Regions from separate parts of the Gossypium hirsutum genome. Here all the other regions are linked to region 2. A link is a contact called in public Hi-C data. All regions are on one chromosome and are shown on one strand. Each heading gives the region's core, a stretch centred on a gene start, on an enhancer-like site or on the middle of the called end of the contact. The rest is flanking DNA. Distances are from core to core; before and after follow the strand shown. Region 1 holds the start of LOC121211334. Region 2 holds the start of LOC107926750 (SCARECROW-LIKE protein 7). Region 3 holds the start of LOC121211346 (ATP-dependent DNA helicase DDM1).

Region 1 (3,380 bases), core at 718-3,217, 180 kb before region 2:
CATGGAGTTTATTGCTTTTGTTAAAGGAATTTTAGAAATCCCAGCCTTTTTTAATTTCCCTCCCTTTTCTTTAAAAGTGCGATTAAGAGGAGGGCCACCACGATTATTGCTAACTTTGTTCTCAGGACCTCGCCCTCTGGAAACAGAGAAAGATTTATTAGTGGTAGCTAAGATATTTTTTTTAATACCTTTAAGCGGTTTAGCCACATTATTATCATTGAAGGTAACAGTTGAATGGTTTTTGGGATCCAGAAGATTCACATCTAATTGGACAGCAGATTCACAATGTCTTTCGAACATAGGATTATTTAGGATTAAATTATTTCCCTCACTCCTTGTAGATGCCGAATGCTCATCTACACTATCAATGACCTTATCCAGGCCACTAGAAAGGGCTCCATCGGTCCTTAAAAAACCAGCCTGTCCAGGCCCTTTCGCACATGGCCCATCATGCTTCTCCATCGACAGCCCACTGCCCTTGGAATCCCCCTTTAAAACTTGCGATGTACCTGTAGGCAGAAGAAAGAAATTAAAATTAAAAAAGGGAAAATTTTTAATCAGGTCCTTGTCTTTTTGGGGAAACATATCTGACTCCACAGGCCTTTTCCCCAAAGACTTAGAATTAGGGCCCCCTTCACTCTGGCCCGTCACAACATTTCCTGGCCTGGTGGAAACGAAGCCCAAAGCAGACCCAACTGAAGGCATAAAGCCTACTCTATTCCCATGGGTCACCTCTCCAACCTGACCCAAAAGACTCTTAGAACTAGCCCTACCCGAACCCCCTTTAGAAATAACCCTATCTTCACCACTACTCCTTTCACCAGCAGCACAAACAGTGCCTTCCTTCTCCAAAATTTCCCCAGCAGCTCCACTAATTTCGCCACCTAAATCAGCTTCCACATTTAAAGGCAAAAATCTAGAACCCAACGTTCCCTTTCCCAAATTTATTCCTTCGTTAAACCGAGAACCCCGTTGACCATGCTGGGATTTTCTCTCCACCAACATCCATGGCCCATAATCACTTTCCTTCCCTTACCACCTCCACCGTCATCACCACCAATAGATGCTGTCGTCGCAGCCACAGGGCTCCCCGGGCTCAGATTCACCCCCACCGATGGACACAACTCCTTTGTATGTCCATATTGTCCGCAACTAAAGCACACCGTCGGGAGGGCTCGTATTCAACCTTTTGCACAGCGCCATCAACCAAAACATGAGATATCAGATGTTTTTCAAGATTGATAAGCACAACCAATCGAGCAAACTTTCCTCTAGTTCTGTTATCCGTTTGTACATCCAGCTTGACCACTTTTCCAATTAACCCTCTAATAGCTTCAATGATGTGTTTTTTGTATAAGTAGCCCGGAAGCCCCGGTAAACGAATCCAAGCCATCACCACACTGGGGTATGGTTGTGCTGGGTTAAAAGACTTTGTCTATGGTTGTACCATAAGGTACTGACCAAAAATGATCCATGGACCCTGTATTAAGACCTTGTTATAATCAACAATGTCCTGAAACTTAACCAAGAAATACCCATTAGTAATATCCATTAGATAAAAAGTTTTCACATGTTTCCATAGATTAGTGATACGATTATGAAGCGCATTATATCCGATGTTACGCCCTAATAATTTGAGAATCACCGTCAACTCCATCTACTTAAATAGCAAGTCTTTGATTCGCTCTGAGAAGTCGATTGCAGGGATCCTATTAACTATGGACTTGTTAACATCCCCATCCATTAACTCAAAATCACTCTCATTCTTATCTAAGTTTCCTTCAAGATTTCCATCAAGAAAGGCAACACCTCCCCCCAAAAGTTTGTCTTTAAAAGACAAAATCGGCTGTTGGTCGGAATCAACTGCCATGTTGCTTATTTCTCCATCAACCGCTTCCTTGAATCTTACTTTTTTTGTATTTCGATCACCACCAGAATGAGATTCACTCTCAATACCATTGCCAGAAATCTCTGTCTCCATTCTCTGCAGATTCTTTTAAAATTTAATTTTTAAATAAACAAGTAAAGCTCTAAAAATAAAAGCAGGAAGATTAAATAAAGAGTGCAAAGATTGTGTATAATTAGACCAAATAGAAAAAATACAAAGAATTTGCGTAAGATTCGAGAGTCGCATCTAACTAAACTTCAGTTCATATAACATGAAAAAGAAAACCACTTTTGTTTTTGGTTAGTGCATAAATTGCCTCTTAAAATATACTAATAAAGTTTATTTTGTTATATGGTTTTTCTCAAAGTATTAACACTCTTAAAAAAACAACAGCCTCCTATCCTACCAATTAAAACCTGCCACTTCTCTCTCCTCACTTTTAATTATTATTATTATTTTTAAAATTTAATTTTTATGGAAAGCTTTAGTGTATCATCAAGATTTCTAAAATTATTCGTAACTCTTCTCTAATTCTTAAATAAAAAAAATATATTTTAACACATTCAAATTTATATCTTTTTGTATTAACAAAAAAGTTAATGCCAACTGAAAATAAACTTTTAAGTCTTGAACTGTTGTGTAAATTTCTTTATGTACTAATTTGAGAAAATCTGTATACTTCAGGGGCAATTTGTGCATTAAGTTTGTTTGTTTGTTTGTTTTTGGCATATATAAGGTAACACGTAGTTCTATATTACATTACATCAGGGAAATCAGTGAAAAAAACAGTGCTGAAATTAATTGAACTCTCTCAAATCTCCTAAAGTGAAAGTGAATCACTTGCAAAAGAAAAATGAAGATACGACCTACTACCATTTAAGCATCCACAGCATCGTCATCGTGAAACGTTTCAGTCATTGCTGCATGATCTTGACCGTCAATGAGGGGTGGGGTTTCTTTTCTGTTTCTTCTTCTTCTTCCTTTTTTTTCCTTCTATTTTCTTCTTATCTTGTAAGGTCATGGACATTGAGTCTCCAAGAAAGGAAGGGAATGCCAGTAGCAGAATCTCGATCAGTATCTTCAATGAACCTGAATCCATTGACAGGTGAGAAACATGGAATTTTCTGGCTTTGCGAGTGATGAACCCGTGAATTGTTCTTGTTCTGGTGGTGATGATAGCCAAGATGTTGTAATTGCTCCAACATTGAACCTGTTGCACCTGATGACTTGATTGCATTTGTTGCTCTTCTTTCTTCTTTTCTGAATCGAATTCCACAGGCATTGCAAAGTGACTGCAACTAAACAATAATTTCAAAAAAAAAAAAAACAAAACAAAAGAAAAGAAAAAAGAACCAACTATACTTGTTTACAAAGATAGAATTGTTAATTTGTGATGTCTATTACCTTTGGGCCTCTTGGACCATTCCTCCAAAGCGGTGTAGAAGTGGTGTCACAGTTAGCACATCGGCGAGCTAAGAGAGGATCATTGCCT
Region 2 (3,501 bases), core at 572-3,071:
GGTTCCAACGATTCGAATACGGCCGAGTAATACCGCAATGCGTTCTTGAATCGGTTCACGAACCCCACTCGATTTAAACTCGCTTCATACTCGCCCAATGTCACGATTTTGGGGTTCAATGATTTAGCCAAACGGAGAGCTGCTTCCACGGTCACCGGAGTAGCATCTAACAAATTGTATAATTGAAGCATGAAATTTACAGCCAATACCTCATCATCATCAACTCGGAAACAGGACTCCTTCAGTTCCTTAATCGGAGTTAGAATCGGTTCGAATTCAAAATTCAAATCCAGAAGCTTGGCAAAGTCGCGTAGACGGTTACCGGAAGCATAAAGGGAGGGAGCTGGAGATGATCCCAAAACCGGGGCAGGTATACCCGAAATACGAATTCGGGTGGGTTTTCCAGCTGACCTGGTCGCTAGAGCTTGCAAAAGAGCAGCCCATTGAACTCCTTGAACAATTCCAAAGTCCACTACGTGAATCTTGGTTGCTCGCTCAGTAGCTTCGAGAATCGCTTGATTTGCCGTTAAATGAGCGAACTTGGAGTAAGGGCAGGCGTCGTTCAATACTTTGTAAGACAGAGTGAAGTCCTCCGACGTTGTTTCGAGCAGATTCAATCTTTTCTCTGCTGGAAGAGAGACTTTGCTATAGAGGGCTTGGGTGAAGTAAAAAGCCACTCTTTCAGTTGGATCTCCACGTTCAGATACCGACTCCCTGAGTTCAACCAGTGATTTAATCGCGCGTTCAGGTTCTGAGTCAGAGAGTCTAGCACAGTCGAGTACAGCTTTCAAAAGCGGGGGAGCTGACTCGATCTCGCTGGAATCAGCTGAGACCCCTGCGGCATCGTTTGTGAGTGGGGTCTGGCTCGGAGGACTGCTTGCTTTGGTTTCTTTAACGGCTACATGAGGAGGAGGTGGTGGTGGAGGGGATGGGGATGGGGACCACGTAGGTAGCTGGTGCTGAGACTGAAGAGTAGGGCTAAGGTTTTTCTGTGCCTCGGTTGGGAAAATGACTCGGTTCAGATCAGACGGCGTAGGACACGCCACGCTGAGACAATTTGGGCAAGCACTAAATGGATCAGCACCGCAAAGACCAAAATCAGCATTGTTCTGCCATACTTCACAACCAGACGGCAGATTTGAACTATCCGTTGAATCCCCACTGTTCATTAAGCAATCCATCCATTCGTCGGTGTCAAACTCACCACCCGAACCACCACCAAAATCCGGGAATCGAAACCCACTCGAATGATGATGCCCCATGTTAGGGAACTGAAACCCTTCTCCAGTATCACCCTGAAACAGGTCAGTGAAACCTGGACCCGAAAGCCCGTATCCGAGAATGGGAGAGTTGGAGACGCCATGGTGGGGGTTGTTAGGCCAAGGGTTTAAAGTAACATGACTGACACCAAGAAGCTGTTGCTGCTGGTGGTGGTGCTGCTCTTGTTGTTGTTCTTGCTGTTGCTGTTGCTTTATAACTTGTTGAGCGATTGCCATTAGATTTCCGCTATCCGCACACATATATGCCATTCTCCGGCCAAACCTCGACGGAAAATCGTTTTAACTGCACTATCATTACCCACAATTAACAAAGAAAGGATCAGCGAAAGAGTGAAATTTTTTCCAGTTTTTAAAGCATGAAAGAAGAGAGAGAAGAAAGATAGTACATACAAAAGTGTAGGCCCAACGGTAACTGAAGCAGAAGGTCTACAAACTTGGATTTTGCTCAAGGAAAGGAGAGAAAGAGAAAGAAAGCAATTTGGAGAAGTGCAACTCTAAAAAACGATACCTAAAACAGTAGAAGTAGGGAACGCTGAGTCGAGTCGCTTCAAATGAACAAGTGGGACCTTATATCATAGCCGCTAAGCATAAAGACAAGTTGGTCCCTCTTTATTTTAAACAAAATAGAATGAGAATTTGATTTAAAATATTTGTGGATTAAGAGGGTTAATTAGTCAAAAAGTTTATTTTAAAAGTTAATTACCTCGTTTTTTTTAAAATTTAGAAAAGATAAATTACACTAATAGTTATTTAATTTTAGACAAAATAGTTATTTAAGTTTCAATTTAATTACTCAATTTTTAAAAATTAATAAAAAAGTCACCACTAATCATTTTCCGTTATAGACATAACGAAGCTACCATTTTTTGTTAGATACTTAACGGAGCTACCATTTTCCATCCCCTATCACTGCTCTCACATCCCTCTTTCTCTTCCCCATCATTCATCTGCCTACTTTGATTCTCTCTCCCTCTTCCTTACCATCCTTCCTCCTACTCTGATTATTTCCCTTTCCTCTACCATCCCTTTGCTAACCCTCTTCCCTTACTCTGATTTTTTCCCTACCTTTTTTTGGCATTTCCTTTCACCTCTCTCTCGCTTGAAGGAACTAAAACTTCGCTAATTAGACAACTAAAATGTTAGTAATAATAAAAGTAAGTAAGGAAACATCTCTCTCGTTTCTCTTCCATTTAAGCTTGATGTTATTGCTTATTTATTTATTGTATCATTTGTATTACATTGGTTTCAATTCCTTTTATGACATCAACTTTTTTTCGTTACAAAAAAGTTACTGCTTTGATTCTCTTTCTAAATAATTTAAATCTGTTGGGAATTTTTAACTAATTGGTTGTCTTTTCTTATCATTTTTTTCCTTTATGGATTCCTTTTTTTTTAAAAAATGCATTACAGGGTGTTAGTACTGTAAGAGTCATTACATTTACAGTTAAGGTATTGGTATTCAAACTGTATAATTTGTGTATAAAGTGACAATTTTTATTAGATTTTTGAAGCTTATATTGTGAAAGCTTCTATGGTTTGGGGGTAGTGAGAGAATTTAAAGATTAAAAACACATAAAAGGGAACCCTTTTCATATCTTTGTGTATTCTATGATAAACTTTACTTGAAGAGGATAGTATCTTGTAAATTCTGCAGAATAAATGAAAAAGTTTGAATCTTTTAGTTGGCATGGCTGATAATTTAATTAACAATGTAAAATGAGATAAAATGAAGTGTTTAGAAAATTGAAACCAAAGAAGAAGCTGAAGAACATGCAGACCAATCACAATTAACAATTTAGGATTTAAACTATGGTTTTGAGGAGGAGCCGATGAAAGTGGATAGGAGAGTTTAGAATCTCGTGCACTTTAGAAGCACCAGTTTTCCAAGGCTATTGTCATTGGGGCATAGACACATTCAAAGTTAATTTTCAACTGCATGACACAAGTGTCCCAATAGTTTCCAAAGATTGAAAACTCAAACTCAGTGAGCTTGGCGATGGGGTGACAATTCAAAGGATGAAAGGTATCGGCCAATCTTCAATCTTGAGGTTTTGGCAAACTAGAAATGCAAGTGGTACCAACTCTACTCCAAATCTATGGTATTTTAGACCAAACTCTTCCACTTCTTTCTTTGCTCATATCTAAGTTTCCTCTAATCAGTCAATTTGTGTATGTATTTTCTATGATTGTAAATTCGTTGGATGGTAGGGGGAGTAAAATT
Region 3 (3,306 bases), core at 458-2,957, 230 kb after region 2:
TGCAAGGATCCCATTTAGCCCATTTTGCCATAAGGAGATCAACCATTTTACACCTTTAAGCTGATAAGACTTCAATTTTCCACCAGTCAACAATGGTACAAGTTCTCCCTGCTCCTTCTCATTTTTTTCCTCCTCAGCCAAGTTTTCATCTTCAACGTTCTCAGTCTCTCCCTCTTTAGACCTTGTAAGCATTGCTGCAACTGCCCTCTTGACCTTCCTCTGGAAAAAAAAGAAAGGAAATCACATAATAGTGGCTTAATACCACTCAAGGTTTCAATTTAAATTACAAGGATCTCAATGTTACCAGTGAATCAGAAACATACAACCTGCATACTTACAATGTTCTCAAATGAACTATTGGCATACAAGAACTATTGAGTTAAACCAAAATTGTTACAGAGGGAACAGGAGAACTGAATATTTTGCATACGTAGCAAGCCAAGCAATAACAGAAGAAGACGAAGGAATAAACACAACTAATTTTGTGATAGTACGTATATGATATGTAGGCATTCCATGTTGACAGGGTAAATAAAGCAGAAAGAATACATTGTTGTACTGGTTAGCAGCTCTTCTTTTTGAACCTCGACCTCTCTTTGTCTGAGCAGCTTCAGGCTTAGGTACACTCTACCAATATTATAACAGATGATCAGAAAAAACCAGACCAATTAAAATAGTAAAAGTGTACCCAAAAGAAAGGTGAGAGCGGAATACAAATGTTATGTCCTCCATCTTTTCAAGCAAAAACTCTGAGTACATCTGGGTTTGGGTCAAAAGCTCATCCAATCTAGTAAACTGAGTATCATTCAAGTGCACTGACTCTTCAGGCTCCCCTTGTTTTATCTCCTCTTTCAACCGAGCTTCCCTTAGCTTCTCTTCTTCCTCGACCATAGCCTCTGATAAAAGAGAAGTATCTCCATTTTTGGCGTCTAGAACTGATTCCTCCTCCAACTTAGTGATTTCCTCTTTGCACTTCTCCTACATTTTTGTAAGAATAAAAAAAATATTATATAAAAACAAAAAGTAACACTTTTCAATCCTCAAAAACCTACAAATGACCTAAAAGTGTGTTTTAATACATAATAGAAGATCATATTTGAAACTTTCTATCTTCCTTTCAACTTTCTTAGCTTACATTTTTCTTCACTTTCTCAACGACTAAACATAAGCAGTGAAAAAACACTAAAACCTTTCAAACCACAAGGAACCAAAACCCTACCGAGAACAAAAAAGAAGAGATAAAGTATATCCAAACAAACCTCATCTTCGAGAACCGAAGTCGGTGATTCAGCAGAAACGCCATTTCCCTTTCCATTCTCAGCCCTCATTTCCAAACCCTAAATGTCCTTACACCAAAAACAAAAAAAAATCAATAAAATGAATATAAAAAAGGAAATAATCAAATTCTAAGAGATTAAAACATATGAGACTAAAGCTTTAGTTTCAACCAAATACAGAAACCAGCCTAGGGTTTTGAATCGTCGAAAGCGAAGAAACGCCACTCCAACAAGTAAAAGCACAAAATGTATAACAAAGAACTCAAAATACAGTGAAAGAGCTTCCACTCTCAGCGAGATACCAGAGAGAATCGAAAGTCGGAAACGTCGAAAAGGAAAAGCGAGCAGAGTAGAGTGGAGCAGAGCAGAGCGTAAATGAGAGTGAAATTTATTTCGACACGAGTGGAGCACTAAAATTAAACATTAATTATTTTTATTTATTTTCTAATTGACTGTCTTGGTAGGTTTGGGCGGGAAAATGAAAGTTTGAGAAATGCCCCTAACTTGTGCCATAAATAACACACTGGACTGAAATCTGTTTCTCATTCTTGGAAGGGTATTTTAGTCAATGTAAAATTCTTCTGGGCCTAGAATATGTGGCCTTTACTGGTAGGTTATGGGTTCCCAAAATTGGGGCATGCTTTGTGCCTTCCACTATGATTTCCTTTTTCCTTTTTTAGACTTTCGAGGAACGGTGTGGGACTTCAACTTTCTAAATGATCTCTTTTTTTTTTTTAATTTAACTTTTCAAATTTTTTTATTTGATTAATAGTAATATTGTGTGTCTCGTTTGATAGTACATATATTTGGCTTTTTTTCTCCATATGATTTTATTGGTTTATGTTTATTTAGGTTAATAAGAACATAAATTGGAACATAACTACTATCCCACGGTGATACACCATACTCTTTTTTTGTATGGAGGTGGGGGTAAATTGGAACATCCTGATGAGGTAAATGAACCTTTACCTATTATAGTTGTTGAAATCTTGTGCTAGGAATATAAGAGTTGGAATTTAACTTCTATTGCAAGGTGGCTAAGGGAGCATGAGATTCTTGTTTACAATACGGATGAGCGGGATAGATTGGAGTGGCCTCGTAATACCTCTGGGGTTTATTTTGTCAAATCAGGCTATAAGGAGCTTAATAAATTTTGTAATAGTTCTACAACTAAACCATCTTGTTATTGATGTTAGCACGTGGAAGTTTATCAGGAACCTACAGGTGTCACGGGGCTAGATCTTTAGTCTCACGATCCGTGCAGTCTTAGGTGATTCATTCGTCCAAACTCTCCTAAGTCAGCCTTTACTCAAGTGAGGATTCCTTCAGAAGTCTTCCAAGGCACCAATTTGTATAGCGAAAGTGATTTATGCCAAAAGAAACAACAAAAGAACAATAGAAAGAATGCACAAGGTGTTTGAGTAAATGCTCTCAATATTCTCTTATTCACAAATAATAATGAAACAATGAATGGAGTGAGTACAAATGAGGGGAGGCTCTTTATTTATAGTTGAGCTCCCCCAAAACTGACTGTCAAGATTACAATAATCGACAGACGAAATTCATCCTATCACTTAAATCATGGGATTTACAAGATATATCATATCAAATCTAATATAATCTTTACAAGATATGATTCTATCAATCTTCTAAGATTAGTTACCAAAATAGCCTAAGTTGCCATATCTTCATTATCGAGCCAACCAAGCTTCAATTTGACAGGCTTCTCCAACAGGTTATCAAATCGGGCCAATTCTTACGAGCCAAATGATCCCCATCTACACAATAGACCTCTATTGGATGCATTTGGTGTGATGGTCACGGGTTTTGAACTGCGGCCCATGACACAGGTACCTAGCAAAATATACGTCTTTCTATGTGGAAGTTGTGTCATAATGTAATTTCTTGTGTTGTTAATCTTTGGACTAGGAAATGTCTTTAATAGCCCGATTTGTGCACAAATGGATTCAGGATTTTACTTTAATAAATCTGAACGATCTTCTTTTTAATGTGATATTTCATTCAAGAA

What was found. Hi-C and Micro-C count contacts between places; a contact is called where the count stands out from the background.
Region 1: a contact with region 2 is called in a Hi-C map of hypocotyl, with 2.9 times the contacts expected there. The contact joins the promoter of LOC121211334 here to the promoter of LOC107926750 in region 2. A contact is called at or near these places in 6 of 34 Hi-C or Micro-C datasets (callus, hypocotyl, leaf and 1 more).
Region 3: a Hi-C map of leaf shows a contact between it and region 2, with 2.2 times the contacts expected there. The contact joins the promoter of LOC121211346 here to the promoter of LOC107926750 in region 2. A contact is called at or near these places in 16 of 34 Hi-C or Micro-C datasets (anther, callus, hypocotyl and 3 more).

Annotation. Positions count from the first base shown.
Region 1 is chrA12:15,472,873-15,476,252 of Gossypium_hirsutum_v2.1, forward strand. It overlaps LOC121211334, which reads right to left and starts at 1,968. Exons shown (of 2, transcript XR_005906650.1): 1 at 1-1,968. It overlaps LOC107939028 (GATA transcription factor 18), which reads right to left. Exons shown (of 2, transcript XM_016872322.2): 1 at 3,293-3,380; 2 at 2,621-3,180. The coding sequence ends at 2,893.
Region 2 is chrA12:15,653,055-15,656,555 of Gossypium_hirsutum_v2.1, forward strand. LOC107926750 (SCARECROW-LIKE protein 7) reads right to left here and starts at 1,822. Exons shown (of 2, transcript XM_016857686.2): 1 at 1,671-1,822; 2 at 1-1,563. The coding sequence starts at 1,529.
Region 3 is chrA12:15,883,155-15,886,460 of Gossypium_hirsutum_v2.1, forward strand. It overlaps LOC121211346 (ATP-dependent DNA helicase DDM1), which reads right to left and starts at 1,708. Exons shown (of 16, transcript XM_041084081.1): 1 at 1,580-1,708; 2 at 1,260-1,346; 3 at 715-978; 4 at 550-627; 5 at 1-219. The coding sequence starts at 1,328.